Regions from separate parts of the Mus musculus genome. Here all the other regions are linked to region 4. A link is a contact called in public HiChIP or PLAC-seq and promoter capture Hi-C data. All regions are on one chromosome and are shown on one strand. Each heading gives the region's core, a stretch centred on a gene start, on an enhancer-like site or on the middle of the called end of the contact. The rest is flanking DNA. Distances are from core to core; before and after follow the strand shown. Region 1 overlaps Hpse2 (heparanase 2). Region 2 overlaps Hpse2 (heparanase 2). Region 3 overlaps Hpse2 (heparanase 2). Region 4 holds the start of Hpse2 (heparanase 2).

Region 1 (3,154 bases), core at 554-3,053, 480 kb after region 4:
TGAACTCTGCTTGAGAGTGAATTTTTCCAGATTGTTTTCTTTTAATGCTAATAAGAGGCATTAGCTAACGTCAGATGCAGCATGTTGAAAGCAGATGGGGTGTTCACCAAGATCAGATTCAACAGGCGCCCATCCATCTCTTAGGGAAGGGATGAAGTTAGATGTTGACCCCTATGTGACAATGAAGATTTGCCCCAAGGCATAGTTCTGAGTGACCTGCTACATCATCAGGGAAATCTCAGCTCAGAAAAGCTGGTGTTTGCTTTTTTCCTTAGAAATATCATACAGATGGTTCCTTACACAGGTATCACATCGTGGTCCTGGTGGAAGGCCAGACTCTTTTCCCATGCCTGTGGCTGCCCTTTGAGATAATGTATCTGCTTTATTGGACAAGGACACTGAGGGTGAGACGGAATGGGGTATAACACCAGCCCTGGACCAGAGCCTGGGCCTTGAGTTAAGGCTGCCTTGAGGGCCCTGGGAGTAAACCGGAATAGGGCATGAGCTCCTGTTCCTGTCATTTGCTTCAGTTACCTATTTCCACCCAACTTTTTCTTTGCCAACCCCCAAGTCAAGAGGCATAGAACAGGAATAGTGTGGCCCACAAAAATATCATTTTCAAGTCTCAAAATTGAAACCAATTGGCACATTGTTTTTATTCACAGAGCGAGAGTAAGTCTTGAAGTCTGTACGCGAGGCTGAGGTAGAAAGGAGGGGTGAGAGTTTTCTGCTTAGAACTATAGAGATTTAATTTGTGTAAATAAGCCAAAATAATTAGAAAATTATCTCCAAGGTATAAGTATCAAACAAATATAGATCATGTTTTCTATTTGGAATAAATGAAAGGGTTTTTTTGGTTAGTTGGTTGGTTGGTTGGTTTTTGTTTTGTTTTGTTTTTTGTTTTGTTTTGTTTTTGAGAAGCAGGAGTCAGGGAAGAAACAACAATGAATAAATAAATAGTAGAATGTTATTATTCTATTATACATCTAGACTCCTAGATGTGGATACAGGAAGGGCTTTTATTACCATGTGACAGGTAAGGAAAGAGACAACTGATGGTAAGAAGCTAGGTAAGCAGGCGTCACACAGCTTTTTAAGCAAGGCAGAGACTAACAGAAACATTTCATGGCAGGAACTAACTCAGCACGTCCAGAGACGCAGGGTCACATGTGCCAGAGGCTGGAAGGAAGGAGGAGACTGCATAGATGTGAAGTAGGCGGGAGTCAGATGTACTAGAAGTAGTGAGAAAAAATCCCTGGGGAGCTTTGATCATGGAAGTCCTCACGCTTCCTCAATGCACAGCACCGCTTTTATCAGTGAAGGTCACACTTAACAGGTCAAGATTGTTTTCTATGTTTATTTAATTTTATTTGGTGTATCAGCAAAACTCCAGTCCTTCCTTTTTTCTTCTTCCCTTCCTTCATTCAAACCTCATTCACTCATCTTCTTTGCATCCCATTTGCTTACTATAATTCCTGGCCAGATCTCTGCATTGAGCCAGAAGGACAGAGATCCTGTGTATTGTGGCGAGAAATGGAAAATGAGTATGAGATCATTGTAGTTTATCATAACTGCTCTAAATAAAGCCTACCGAGGTAAATATGACTTTATTAACTTTCCTGAAAAAATAGAGAGCTAAAGGAGTGTGGACAATAGCTGTGATGTCAGCTCAGGTTCCTGAGGTCAGAGAAGTCACAGTAGCCAGGACCCCCGGGGTTTTCTAGCTCTGAATCCTACTTTCTCTCTGCTGTGCAGCGCTATTTCCCTAAGTGCTCATGTAGGTGTCTTTGTTATGCCTGAGGCAAATTCTGCCCTTGACTTGGGTCTGGCGATAAACAGGAGCAAAGGAGACAAGCTGGTGCAAGATGGGTGTTGGAAGACTAAACAGGCCTCCTTTCCAGGATAGGACCACCTGGGTATCTTACCACGCATCTGTGTGACTGCCCAGGACCATGGCTTTGGACACTTAAGACACAAACTTTCATGGCTTTATTCTCCCCAAATAGGAGTAACTGCCCGTTACTTTCTTTAAAAGCAGAGCACAGAAATCCTCAGCTGACACCTGATGGCCCCAGAGCTCACATAAGCCTCTAAGATCCCTTAACTGTGTCCAGGGATGCAGCACAAAGGCCCAAGTGAGCGGGGCAGCTGCAGGTCCAGAGACATGAGGCTGTGATAAGGAAAGCATATGTAAAAGCGCTCACAAGGTAGCAAGCTCCTTCTTTATCTCGCCTCATAGCAAATGCTGTACCTTATAAGTAGAAAACTCCACAGCTGCGAGAGTGTCCTAGTGTCCCCTGGAAAGAATTTACAAGACAGGCCAGAATTGCTGACTGGGCCCAAAGATGGGGAATGGAGCTGGACTTGAGGATCATATTGGTCACCATGTCAGACAGCTGTGGAACTGATAGCTAAACAATGCCAGTAACAACCTGTGGGCTTTGTACCATGCTGCTTCTTCAGGAGAGTTTAAGAGATTAGAGCTCTACTTAATTGTACTTGAGTTTCTCCCGGAAAAATATGGTTTTTGTACTCCCATTCATTCAAACCCAACTTAGTATATTTCAGGAAAGAATCTTATTAGCAAATTTTTTCTGCTTTGCTGGTGCTCTTGAGTAAATCCAGAGATGGCAAGCCTCTGGGCCTCAGGGCCCCTCAGGCCACGTCCCACACCACCCTTCCCCCTTGTCTTTAACTTTTCACCTTTCCACTGTCCCGCTCTGGCAGGCCTGTTCCAGTAGTACCTGTCAAAGGTAAGAGACAATAGCAGGATAGGACAGCACTGTGAACATGGTTTCTAGGAGTTAGGGTGAGGGAGAGAAACAGAAGATTTTAGGGCAGGGAAACTATTCTGAATGATACTAAACAGTGGGTTGCTTCTGTGCCAATCCCAAACCACAGAATGGGCACCACAGATAAACCCTACTGTGAAGTGTGGACTTTCCATGTCACTGATGGAAGGTCACCAAGTGTGAAGGCTCCACTCTGACACTGATGATGGTGAGAGCTGATGATAATGGAGGAGGACTTGAGGACAGCACCTAGGGGCATCTCTGTATCTGTGGGTCCGTTTCTGCTGGACCTGAAGTCTTCTCTTTTACAACAAAAGTTCAAAAAGGTGGGGTGAAGAAGGGAAAGGGGGAAGGCGAGGAGC
Region 2 (3,030 bases), core at 122-2,621, 360 kb after region 4:
CAAAACAAGCTTGCCGGTCTCTTTGGTTTGGTCTGTATGGAGTTACTGGTGATGTGTCTATAGAAGCTCTTTGCTTCCTTTTGTGTAATTGGGGATGGGGAACCTATGGGAGGAACAAAGCTAAAGTGGTCTTCATTCCCTCTTGTTTATACCGAAAAGGAATAAAAAGAATTCTCCTTATGAAAGATGATCATATTATTTTCACCTTAACGATTTAAGGAAACAAACAAATAATTAAAAAAAAATTATCAGTTAAAAGGGAAATTATTTTGAATTGTCTATTGAGGTTCTATTTTTTTTCATAATTACCTGCATACCCCATACCCCTCAAAAATGGGCACAGAATTTTCTTTTTTAACCTTTAACTAGTTTGTATTTTAAATAGCATGGAAATATTCAAAACAGATTGGCTCACAGAACCATTGTCATGCTGGGAATGTTGAAAGAAAAGAGCCAGTGAGATGGTTCATCAGGTAAAGGTGATTACTGCTGAGCCTGGTGGCCTGATACTGATTCCGGAAGCCACATTGTAGGAAAAAGCGGACTCTTACAAATTGTCCTCTGATCTCAACAAGGGCACTGTAGTATGTCCCAAACACATACATACATACATGTAAAAAAATTAAATAAAAGCAAAGTTCAACTTATCATCTAAATGAAAATATTGAACTAGAAAATAAGTCCAAAGGACTCAGCCAAAGGAACATGAAACTGGACACCAGGAAGCTTAGATTTACGTTCATTTCTATCTAGCTTCACATTAACCAAATATCAGTGGATATTATTGTGTGAAACACAGATGTGACATGTGAAAAAATAAGTACGTTCTCTAATACTGAGAAACTAAAAGATGTTTAGTTAAGTAGAAGTATATCTGGAGTGCAGTTGTATTTGCTAATTAAAGGTTTGGTTTTATTTTATGAGTGTCTTGCCTGCATGTATATACATACGTACACTGAGTGCCTTCCTGGTGCCTGTGGAGGAAAGAAGGAGGTGCAGGATCTTGTGGACCTGGGGGGTATAGATGGTTGTAAGCCGCCGTTTGAGTGCTAGGAACCAAACCGGGGCCGCCTTGGAGAGCGGCCAGTGGCCTTGGCTGCTGAGTTGTCTTTCCTGCCTCATAGTTTTATTTGCTTCATAAAGCTAATTTTTCTGTGAAACAGTTACCATTCAACAAATGATTGTTTAAATATTTGAAAGGGAGGTAAGTTAAAGCCTCCTTTAGAAATGGCTGCTCGTAGGAAAAGCCCACCTGCTTTCCCTTTCTCTCCCGGCCGGTGTGTGAGCGACCTATATTTGCTACTTTGACTTTCCAGCGCATGCTCAGTCCTCGACAGCAGGCAATCTTAGCTTCCTCTCCGACCCTTTTCCAACCTTTGAAGTCCCCTGTCCATTAACTAATGGTCAAATCCTTTGTTTAGCTTTTATGCTGACACTCTGTAGAAGCATCACCTCTGTTCCTTTCTCCAAATCCTCGAGCCCACCCTGACCCCCAGGGAATTTCAGCATCCTTAGATTCCATGCCCTAAAAGAAAAGCAGCGCTGTGTGCAGGTGGTGGGACATAAGATCGGTTCTTTGTTCTAGTACAGTAAAACCTTGGTCAATGTTTGACAGAAATTCAGGAAAAGAGGGGCTGTGAGTGCCACCTTGTGGCCAGACATGTCCCACCACATCTGATTTGGTGCCCCCAGAACCCACCTAGTTTATCTGTGGTTGGCTTGCCCCGGTGTCCTTCTGATTGAAGCCTCTCTTTTTTAAAGCCTTTGTTTTAAACTCAGAATGTCAGAGTCATACAGAACTGTTCTAAAATCCCCTGTATCTATCTTACTCATTTCTCAAGATCTGATGTCCTAAGTTTGATGTCCTAAGACAAAAGGATGAACCACCATCCAGAGACTACCCCACCCGGGAATCCATCCCATAATCAGCCACCAAACCCAGACACTATTGCATATGCCAGAAAGATTTTGCTGAAAGGACCCTGATATAGCTATCTCGAGTGAGGCTATGCCAGTGCCTGGCAAATACAGAAGTAGATGCTCACAGTCATCTATAGGATGGAACACAGGGGCCCCAATGGAGGAGCTAGAGAAAGTACCCAAGGAGCTAAAGGGGTCTGCAACCCTATAGGTGGAACAACAATATGAACTAACCAGTACCCCCAGAGCTCATGTCTCTAGCTGCATATGAATCAGAAGATGGCCTAGTCGGCTGTCACTGGGAAGAGAGGTCCCTTGGTCTTGCGAAGATTATATGCCCCAGTATAGGGGAACACCAGGGCCAAGAAGTGGGAGTGAGTGGGTAGGGGAGTAGGGCGGGGGAAGGGTTTAGGGAACTTTCGGGATAGCATTTGAAATATAAATAAAGAAAATATCTAGTTTTTAAAAAAAGATCTGATGTCATACCCTTTTGTTATTGTGGCAACTGTGACCCCTAACAATCATTGTCATCCTGATTCTTCATCCCAATTCTTGTCCTTTTACTTCCTTCTACATGTTCTTCCCAATTCTATGCACTGGATTTTTTTCTGCCTTAAACCTGTGCAAATTTAGCGTATGCTGTCACAATCACTGTGAGTTAAGTGGATAACTGCCCTGTGGTTTCTGGAAAATACTCACTTAATATTTATGCCACCTCAGGTTCTGCGATTCCTGCCGTCTTTCTCAAGTCTTAGAGCCCTGGGTTGAAGGGTATGGCGTTCTTGTAACTTTTGGGGCTGAGCACTCCACAGTCTTTAATTCTCCACATTTGACTGAGTCAGGTGTTAATTGCAGTCTGCAAGGAGAAGCTTCTTGGATAAGGCTTGAGGGATGTGTGAGTATCTATGAGTATAAAAGTAAATCATTAGGAGTCCTCTTAATCCTATGTCTATATAGCAAGGTAATAGTATTCCGTTCTACTCTGGGACCTAGGAATCATGTACCCAGAGGTCCTTGGCCCTTTAACAGTGCCAAGTATGGGTTCTATCTCATGGAATGGACCCTAGGGCCAATCAGAAAGTGGCTGGTTTCTCCCATAACCGTCTTCTG
Region 3 (3,360 bases), core at 84-2,583, 440 kb after region 4:
TTAAAGACAGCGAATTTCTCAGTCACAGTTAACCAGCATCATATGTCCCAGTAAAGGACAAGTTTCCCTTCGGTGGTTTTAGTTTCTTGCTAGCCAGAGATGATTTCTTACCAGGAACCAGAGATTCTTAATACAGGATACCACAGGCATGGGTTTTCAGGCTCCCTCTGAAACTTCACAAGCCAGGTCTCCATCGTCTACACTGCTCTCATCCTTCTTTTCCACATTCCCACAACTGCTCCATGAGCTCAGTGGAGTGTCTGTGACAGAGTTCCCAGCTCCTACAATTCCCCCCAAAACAGCATGGATGGGTGTGTGGCAGAGATACCCAATGCTGGTGCAAATCCTCAAGCATGGAGATGCATTCACAACTGGTGCTTTGTATAATATACTGAAAATTAGGGTATAAATTGAAATTAAGGTAAGAACTAACATTAGCTCAAAGCTTTCTATGCACCAGTATTGATGGGGCTCCCTAGAAATGTAAACTTGGGAAGCTCTTCTGACCTTGTGCTAAAGGGAAAGTCCAAGCCAGCAGCATTAGTGTCACCTATGAGTTTTCGAAAGGGAAGTCCCAGTCCCTGCCCCAGTCATTATAAATTAGAATAAACGTTTAATAATACACTCAGAGGTTTCATTCCCAGGAGTACTGCACTAACAAAGCAAAGCTCAGTAACACCAATTATCCCTAGGCAAGTAAGCATCGAAGAGTGCATCTTGTCTGAGGAGTCTCAGAGAAACGATGGTGGTCCACGATTTAACCAATACATTTCCCCAGAGAGCAGACGCCACTGCTCTTCCCATTCACCATCCCCTCTCTAGTTCCTTCGAAGAAGCATACTTCATGACCTACTTTCTAGAAAAAAAGTAATGAAAGCAACCATTCATCTTCCACTTGAAATTTTCACTTGAAAGGCATTTGCCCCGACAGAAAGGGCAAATTTAAGCCCCTGATCTATAACAATGACCCTGGAAGGTTACAGCTGAGTTTGTGTGTAACTGGGATGAGGCAATCACGAGCCTCCTTAGCTTCTGAAGGAACTCACCTCTCTGTTGTACTTGAGAACCCAAGTTTAACTGTTGGCAGGATTCTCCCACAGGCTTATCCTGATGAGCAAAAGACAAGAGCAAGTGGGATAGACAGACCTTAGCCTGAGGAGATGAGTGAGCTGGTGTACAAAACAGAAAATGTCGTTTTTATGAGCTAGGAGGTATTTTTATGGTTTGCCTTGAGTGAATAGTCTCTGATGTTGGGAGACCAGACTGGAAACAGCTGGGCTGCACTTTGGATCAGTTGCCACAGCAACTTGATACATTTGTCTCTGGTGTCATTTGATCCCTTTAAGAGCTGTATTACCTCAGCATGGATGTTTGACTTTGGGGCTTTCTGTGCAGTAAGCATGTCTGATTGTATTTCTCAGATTACTTGCAGTGTTAATTATATTCGTTTGGAAGTTTGGAGTTTAGGATTACAGAACATAGCTACCTCACAGGTGACTGGAACTCAGGATCCTATCAAGTTATCATTATAACTGTCAAACTCTAATTTCCAAGAAAAAACCACACCTGATGCTATCAGGGAAAACCATGCAGATTTCAAAGCCACCCCAAAATCTCAACTTTAGCAATATATTCCATTTTCTCACCTCAGGTAAACTTTATGAACAATGCTTTTGTAACTTAATCCCAATGTAAGTTTATGCTGGTAGTTACACTTAATTTTTTTCTTGGCCAAGTATTTTAAGCAAGAGGCACTCCATTTGGATTTTCAAAGTAAAATTGAACACACTTGTAGGATATGAAAAACAGCTTAATTTTTTTCCTTTTAAGTGTGTGAATGATTGATGTGTTGATGAGAGCCTGAGAGTGAGCCCAGCTACTGTCTTTAGGTAAAGGGCTGACTAGATTCTGTAAGTCGTTTGCCCTGACAGACATTTGTTCTCCTTTGGCCAAGTGTCTTCTTTCCCTCTTTGATGAGAAACAGTCAAGCAGCTTCATCCCGTCTCCCGGGTTCATGGCAGCTGCAGCCATAAGTCTTGATGCACAGGCATCACCATGTCTGTGTCCACTGTCACCGCACCCTTTTCTCTAAAACTCTTCATTTTTGTCTGGAGGAACAAAATCTCCTAAGAGTTCAGCAGAGAAAGAGAAATGTAATGTCATTAGAATTTATGTTGGATGGTTTTGAGAACTGCAGAAAATAATTTCATTGTTGTCTAGAGTTACATGGCTCCTGCTGGGCAGACAGTTTTCTGAGCATCACCATTATACGGCAGCATAACTGTGGCTTCCTGATGGCATTTGGTGCGGAGATGGACCACTGTTTCCTGTCTTTCCCTCTCTGTTTCTCCCTTCCCACTCCATTTCATACAAATAAAAGGAAACAAGGTTAGCAGTGAATAAAAGAACCACTAACAATAAACACTGCTGTTAATGTTCCTTTGCAGACGTCAAGGAATTCGAATTTTCTGTAATTCTGAAATTCACCGTGTGTAATTAGTATAGTTTTTCCAGTGCATGCCCAACTTTCTCATGAGATGGTCTAATGTGAATCACATGAAAAATGTGGCCAAGCATTGTAAGTGCTTTTAACATTTGTATTTCTCATTCTCTGTGGGTAAGTCTGTAAATCTAGGGTTAGCCTAATAGGATTGGAAGGGGGCAGTGAGGAGCCAGTGAGGGTTGGAAAACAACCCTCCTTTGGGGAAATTTGGCATGGCCTTAGTGACAGAGTAATGATTTCCTGTAACTTGGAGGATGTTTCATTTCATAAAAAGCTGAGGTTTGTTGTGTGGAGAGTACAGAAACTCGTCCAGGTCATCACAGAGCACACAGGAACATCACCACCAGCAGCACTTTCAATGTCAAGGAAATCAACTTGACATTCAGCCTAAAGAATGAACAGCTACAAACTTCAGAAGTCACAAGAAACAACTTGAGGATGTAAGCCATTTCCCAGATCTGTATCTCGCTATCACAGTAGCCGAGACCTCAGTGATTCCTTTTGGGTTTATAAGAACCCTGAGTTGAGAACCAAGATTGAGCATCCTTCTTCCTGCTCTCATACTACACATTGCTAAGCTGACTCCCAAGTACTCTTTCTCAAAATGCATTTTACATAGAGTATAGAAAGCCTCCATAAAATTATAAATCCATTTGTTTATAATAAGAGAGACAAGAAAGACGTGGGTATTGGGACAAAAAAAGAATCTTTCTTAGACCATTCTTCATTGCTTTGGTCAATATTTTATATGTGATTCATGCTTTTAAAAAATCACTATTGAAAGAATTGGGGTGGCACACAGAAAAACACAGCTGCATGCAAGCTAACTTTTTCTAAGTCATGTATTTTTTTCCTGG
Region 4 (3,022 bases), core at 416-2,915:
TGACAGTAGTTTGTACTGAAACTTATGCCTGTCTTACCCTAACCCCAGGGGCATAAGCATGTGGTTAAGGATATAGAGGACTAGAAAGTGTAAGGCGCTAGAGGAAGCAGGTATGAAGGCTAGAGCCAGTATTTAATTTATGTTATAATTTAGTTTTAGAAACCATCTCTAAGTGATCTGGTGGTTTGGGGTTCTTAGACTGGCAGAGAATCCTCAGGGAATGTTAGCTTAAGGTAATCTAGTCCAGTCCTATGTAGGTTGGCTAATTCTTTCTGGCTGAAGGAAGGAAAATAGATTGCTATTGTAGTGTTTACTGAGCTCTCATACTGCCCAGTGTGCAGTACTGGCAGTGGTGGGGACCCATGCTCTGCATTCAACTGTCATCTAGTCTGTTTAATCAAGGAATGCCCTGGGGTGCTCTCATTTACCCATTTTTCATAAAGTAGCTCCCTTCATCTGCCAAAATAGAGGACTTGTTGTATCCCAGAGAGAAGCTGAAAATGGGACTGGGTGTGATTGTGACTGCCTGTGATTGTGGCTGGATTGTTTCCCCTTGTGTTAGGATGGGACTCAGGATAATTTGCAAGCTATTGAGGGTGGGAATGAAAAGAACAGAGGTTTGCAGTGCACTCGAAGTCCAGGATGATCTGTATCCCAGAGTTCCAAGCAGGCACACTCTAATTTTGGCCTAGGGCTGGATTTGACACCCCTATAGCCCATTTCTACGTCAGGAAGACATACTCCCCTGCAAGGGTATGAGTCTGAGGGTTGTTGGCAAGGAGACATTGGAGAGGCATCTTTACTTTTACAGTGGAATACATTGGCCAAGGAGTGATTCAAATGAACATAGGGTGTCTTGATCATCAGTCCAATGGGTTGCCAAAGCCATAAAATAACATATATGGGAAACTCAAGACTCTCCCTCACACATAAGCAGCAGTGCCATGGAGCATACTGATTCTTTTTTGACTCTCCTGACTAGGAAGTTCTTTGACCTGGGAATACTCTCCCTTCTCCCCCACCTTAGTCTCCTATTCAGGAGAAACTTCTTTCTAGTTATCTTGCAAGATTCAGGGGTTTGCACACCTAGGCATGGACTCTTCTTTGCTTTTTGTGCCTTGGCAAAAATTACTTTGCCCATCATAAAACCATTTACAACCTAACAACATTTACTGCTTCAACCCAAAAGGAAGGCACAAAGTGGACGGTAAGCAAGAAATAGTCAGGACAGACTGCCCCTCAGGCAGTGAAGGGCCTTCCCCATAGCCTACTGGGGAGGGGACTTGAAAATAAGCTCTTACTCAAGATGGTACCACAGTACAGTTTCAGTCCCACTGGCCGCTTCCTGACCCTAGCGGGTTAAATCAGTAGGGCACAACGGCCACCCCTCCCCCTTCTCCCCCCTCCCCCATCCCTTACCTTTAAAAAGTTAAAAAATGTCTGCAGTCAAATCTCTTAAAGGGGCGGTGCTGGTGAACAGTACTCTTGGCACGAGTTGCTGAGAAGGCTGGCTAGGGGCGTGAGTTCGCTCCACCAGCACCAAAACACTGAAAAAAAAATGCGAGCAAGCGAGCAAGAGCGAGGGAGCGAGGGCGAAAGAGAATAGGGGGGGGGAGAGAAGGGGGGCAGAGAGACACACACTTTAGATAAGGACAATTAGTCACCATCGAGACCCAGTAGGGAAAGAAGTTTAAATCAGAGGGATTTAATGAGGGTGCTCTGTGCTTTCCCTGAAGCCATGGCCTCCAGCAGCTCCCGCCCCCCCTCGTGCCTAGCCCTGGTGGCTCTCTTCTTGGCTCTGTTGCTCCATCTCTCCCTCTCCTTCCACGCTGGAAACAGGAGACCTTTGCCTGTAGACAGAGCTACAGGTTTGAAGGAAAAGACCCTGATTCTACTTGATGTGAGCACCAAGAACCCAGTCAGGACAGTCAATGAGAACTTCCTCTCTCTGCAGCTGGATCCCTCCATCATTCATGATGGCTGGCTCGATTTCTTAAGGTAAGGCAGGGGCTTCGATGAGTCATTTAAAAATTTAAGTACCCCCACCCCCATTCTCTTCCTATCCCCTGCTCCAAAGGGGGAAGAAAAAAGAGGAGAAAAAAGAAGAATAAGAAGGAGGAGGAGAAGAAGAGGAGGTACAGCAGCAGCAGCAGCAGCAGCAGCAGCAGCAGCAACAGCAGCAGCAGCAAACCGATCTGTCTTTCCAAGAGAAAAAAAGGAGGTTTCCCCCCTCCTGGACTATTTGCTGTGAGGCTGTAACTGGTGATTGAGGAAAGCAGTGTTTTCTATTAAGATGCACATGTTTGCAATGCAGAAGGCATTTCAGAAACTTATCAGTTATGACTGAAAAAATGTTGTGCTTACATATATCCACAATTAGTCTCCCCTTCTGAAAAAGAAACAAGAGGTTCAGGGAAGTTACAAAAGGGAAGATCTGGAACAACAAAGACTCCAGAGGAGTGGTTGTGTGTGAGAGAGAAAGCAGTGTGCGTGTGTCCGAGTGTTCAGTTGGGAGATTGCATGAAAGTGGAATTTGCCACGGAAAGATGGTTTCATCAGTTCTCACTCCCAGACAGAAAACGAATTTAAGGAGAGTCCTGAGCGGTGAGCAAGTTGGATTGGAGTTAAAATTTTTTATTTTGTATCCTCCGCTGTCATTATCAGCCTTGACTTTGTAAGACACTTTTTATAGATGAAGCCCTTCCCCCTCCACCCTCCTCTTTAGTTTTCCTTGGTAACTGCATAGTTTAATTTTTTACAGTGGGGAAAAAAAATCGTTGCTCGGGTCGTAGTGTGCATCATACGCGATCCATAAAGGTCCTAGGAACTCTCAGGGGAAGCGTTGGGAGTTTTGAACCCCAAAGCAGTGGTGGATTAACAAACCTGAAGGTTGAGTCTCGCTGACAGTCTAGTTGGGTTCACCCTCTTCCCGGGTTGTTACTATTCAGGCAGTTAAGCAACCGCGATCCCCTTCCCATCAGGGGCGGTTGCAAAGAGGGGGGCGTTGGAAATAAAAAGAAAA

The links. Promoter capture Hi-C pulls out the DNA fragments that hold promoters and counts their contacts. HiChIP or PLAC-seq counts read pairs in DNA pulled down with a chosen protein or histone mark.
Region 1: a contact with region 4 is called in an H3K4me3 HiChIP or PLAC-seq map of embryonic stem cells, with 8 times the contacts expected there. The contact joins the enhancer-like site here to the promoter of Hpse2 in region 4. A contact is called at or near these places in 10 of 39 promoter capture datasets (the 3T3-L1 cell line, the C10 cell line, embryonic stem cells and 5 more), 4 of 484 Hi-C or Micro-C datasets (the N1E-115 cell line, bone marrow-derived macrophages and cortical neurons), 7 of 115 datasets of contacts at active chromatin or transcription factors (astrocytes, cardiomyocytes, craniofacial prominence and 3 more) and 4 of 9 other capture datasets (adipose tissue, embryonic stem cells, liver and 1 more).
Region 2: a promoter capture Hi-C map of hippocampal neurons shows a contact between it and region 4, with 18 times the contacts expected there. The contact joins the enhancer-like site here to the promoter of Hpse2 in region 4. A contact is called at or near these places in 26 of 39 promoter capture datasets (the 3T3-L1 cell line, 3T3-L1-derived adipocytes, the C10 cell line and 15 more), 5 of 15 datasets of contacts at CTCF or cohesin (embryonic stem cells, hippocampal excitatory neurons, pro-B cells and 1 more), 142 of 484 Hi-C or Micro-C datasets (3T3-L1-derived adipocytes, the AML12 cell line, the AtT-20 cell line and 69 more), 18 of 115 datasets of contacts at active chromatin or transcription factors (PVALB interneurons, astrocytes, bone marrow-derived dendritic cells and 11 more) and 6 of 9 other capture datasets (adipose tissue, embryonic stem cells, embryonic tail and 3 more).
Region 3: an H3K4me3 HiChIP or PLAC-seq map of craniofacial prominence shows a contact between it and region 4, with 5 times the contacts expected there. The contact joins the enhancer-like site here to the promoter of Hpse2 in region 4. A contact is called at or near these places in 19 of 39 promoter capture datasets (the 3T3-L1 cell line, 3T3-L1-derived adipocytes, the C10 cell line and 12 more), 2 of 484 Hi-C or Micro-C datasets (the HPC-7 cell line and cranial neural crest), 6 of 115 datasets of contacts at active chromatin or transcription factors (craniofacial prominence, embryonic limb bud, embryonic stem cells and 2 more) and 4 of 9 other capture datasets (adipose tissue, embryonic stem cells, liver and 1 more).

The regions. Positions count from the first base shown.
Region 1 is chr19:42,905,145-42,908,298 of GRCm38.p6, reverse strand. All of the region lies in intron 9 of Hpse2 (heparanase 2), which reads left to right. Among named protein-coding and RNA genes, the nearest start is that of Hps1, 130 kb to the right of the region's middle. Within about 2 kb of position 1,803, at least 4 of the 459 cell types and tissues checked have an H3K27ac peak or open chromatin away from gene starts, as enhancers often do. A contact at or near this core is called in the N1E-115 cell line and embryonic stem cells, where this site is marked.
Region 2 is chr19:43,026,107-43,029,136 of GRCm38.p6, reverse strand. All of the region lies in intron 3 of Hpse2 (heparanase 2), which reads left to right. Among named protein-coding and RNA genes, the nearest start is that of Hps1, 250 kb to the right of the region's middle. Within about 2 kb of position 1,371, at least 1 of the 459 cell types and tissues checked has an H3K27ac peak or open chromatin away from gene starts, as enhancers often do.
Region 3 is chr19:42,946,259-42,949,618 of GRCm38.p6, reverse strand. All of the region lies in intron 6 of Hpse2 (heparanase 2), which reads left to right. Among named protein-coding and RNA genes, the nearest start is that of Hps1, 170 kb to the right of the region's middle. Within about 2 kb of position 1,333, at least 16 of the 459 cell types and tissues checked have an H3K27ac peak or open chromatin away from gene starts, as enhancers often do. A contact at or near this core is called in craniofacial prominence, embryonic limb bud and second pharyngeal arch cranial neural crest, where this site is marked.
Region 4 is chr19:43,386,998-43,390,019 of GRCm38.p6, reverse strand. It overlaps Hpse2 (heparanase 2), which reads left to right and starts at 1,665. Exons shown (of 12, transcript NM_001081257.2): 1 at 1,665-1,998. The coding sequence starts at 1,709.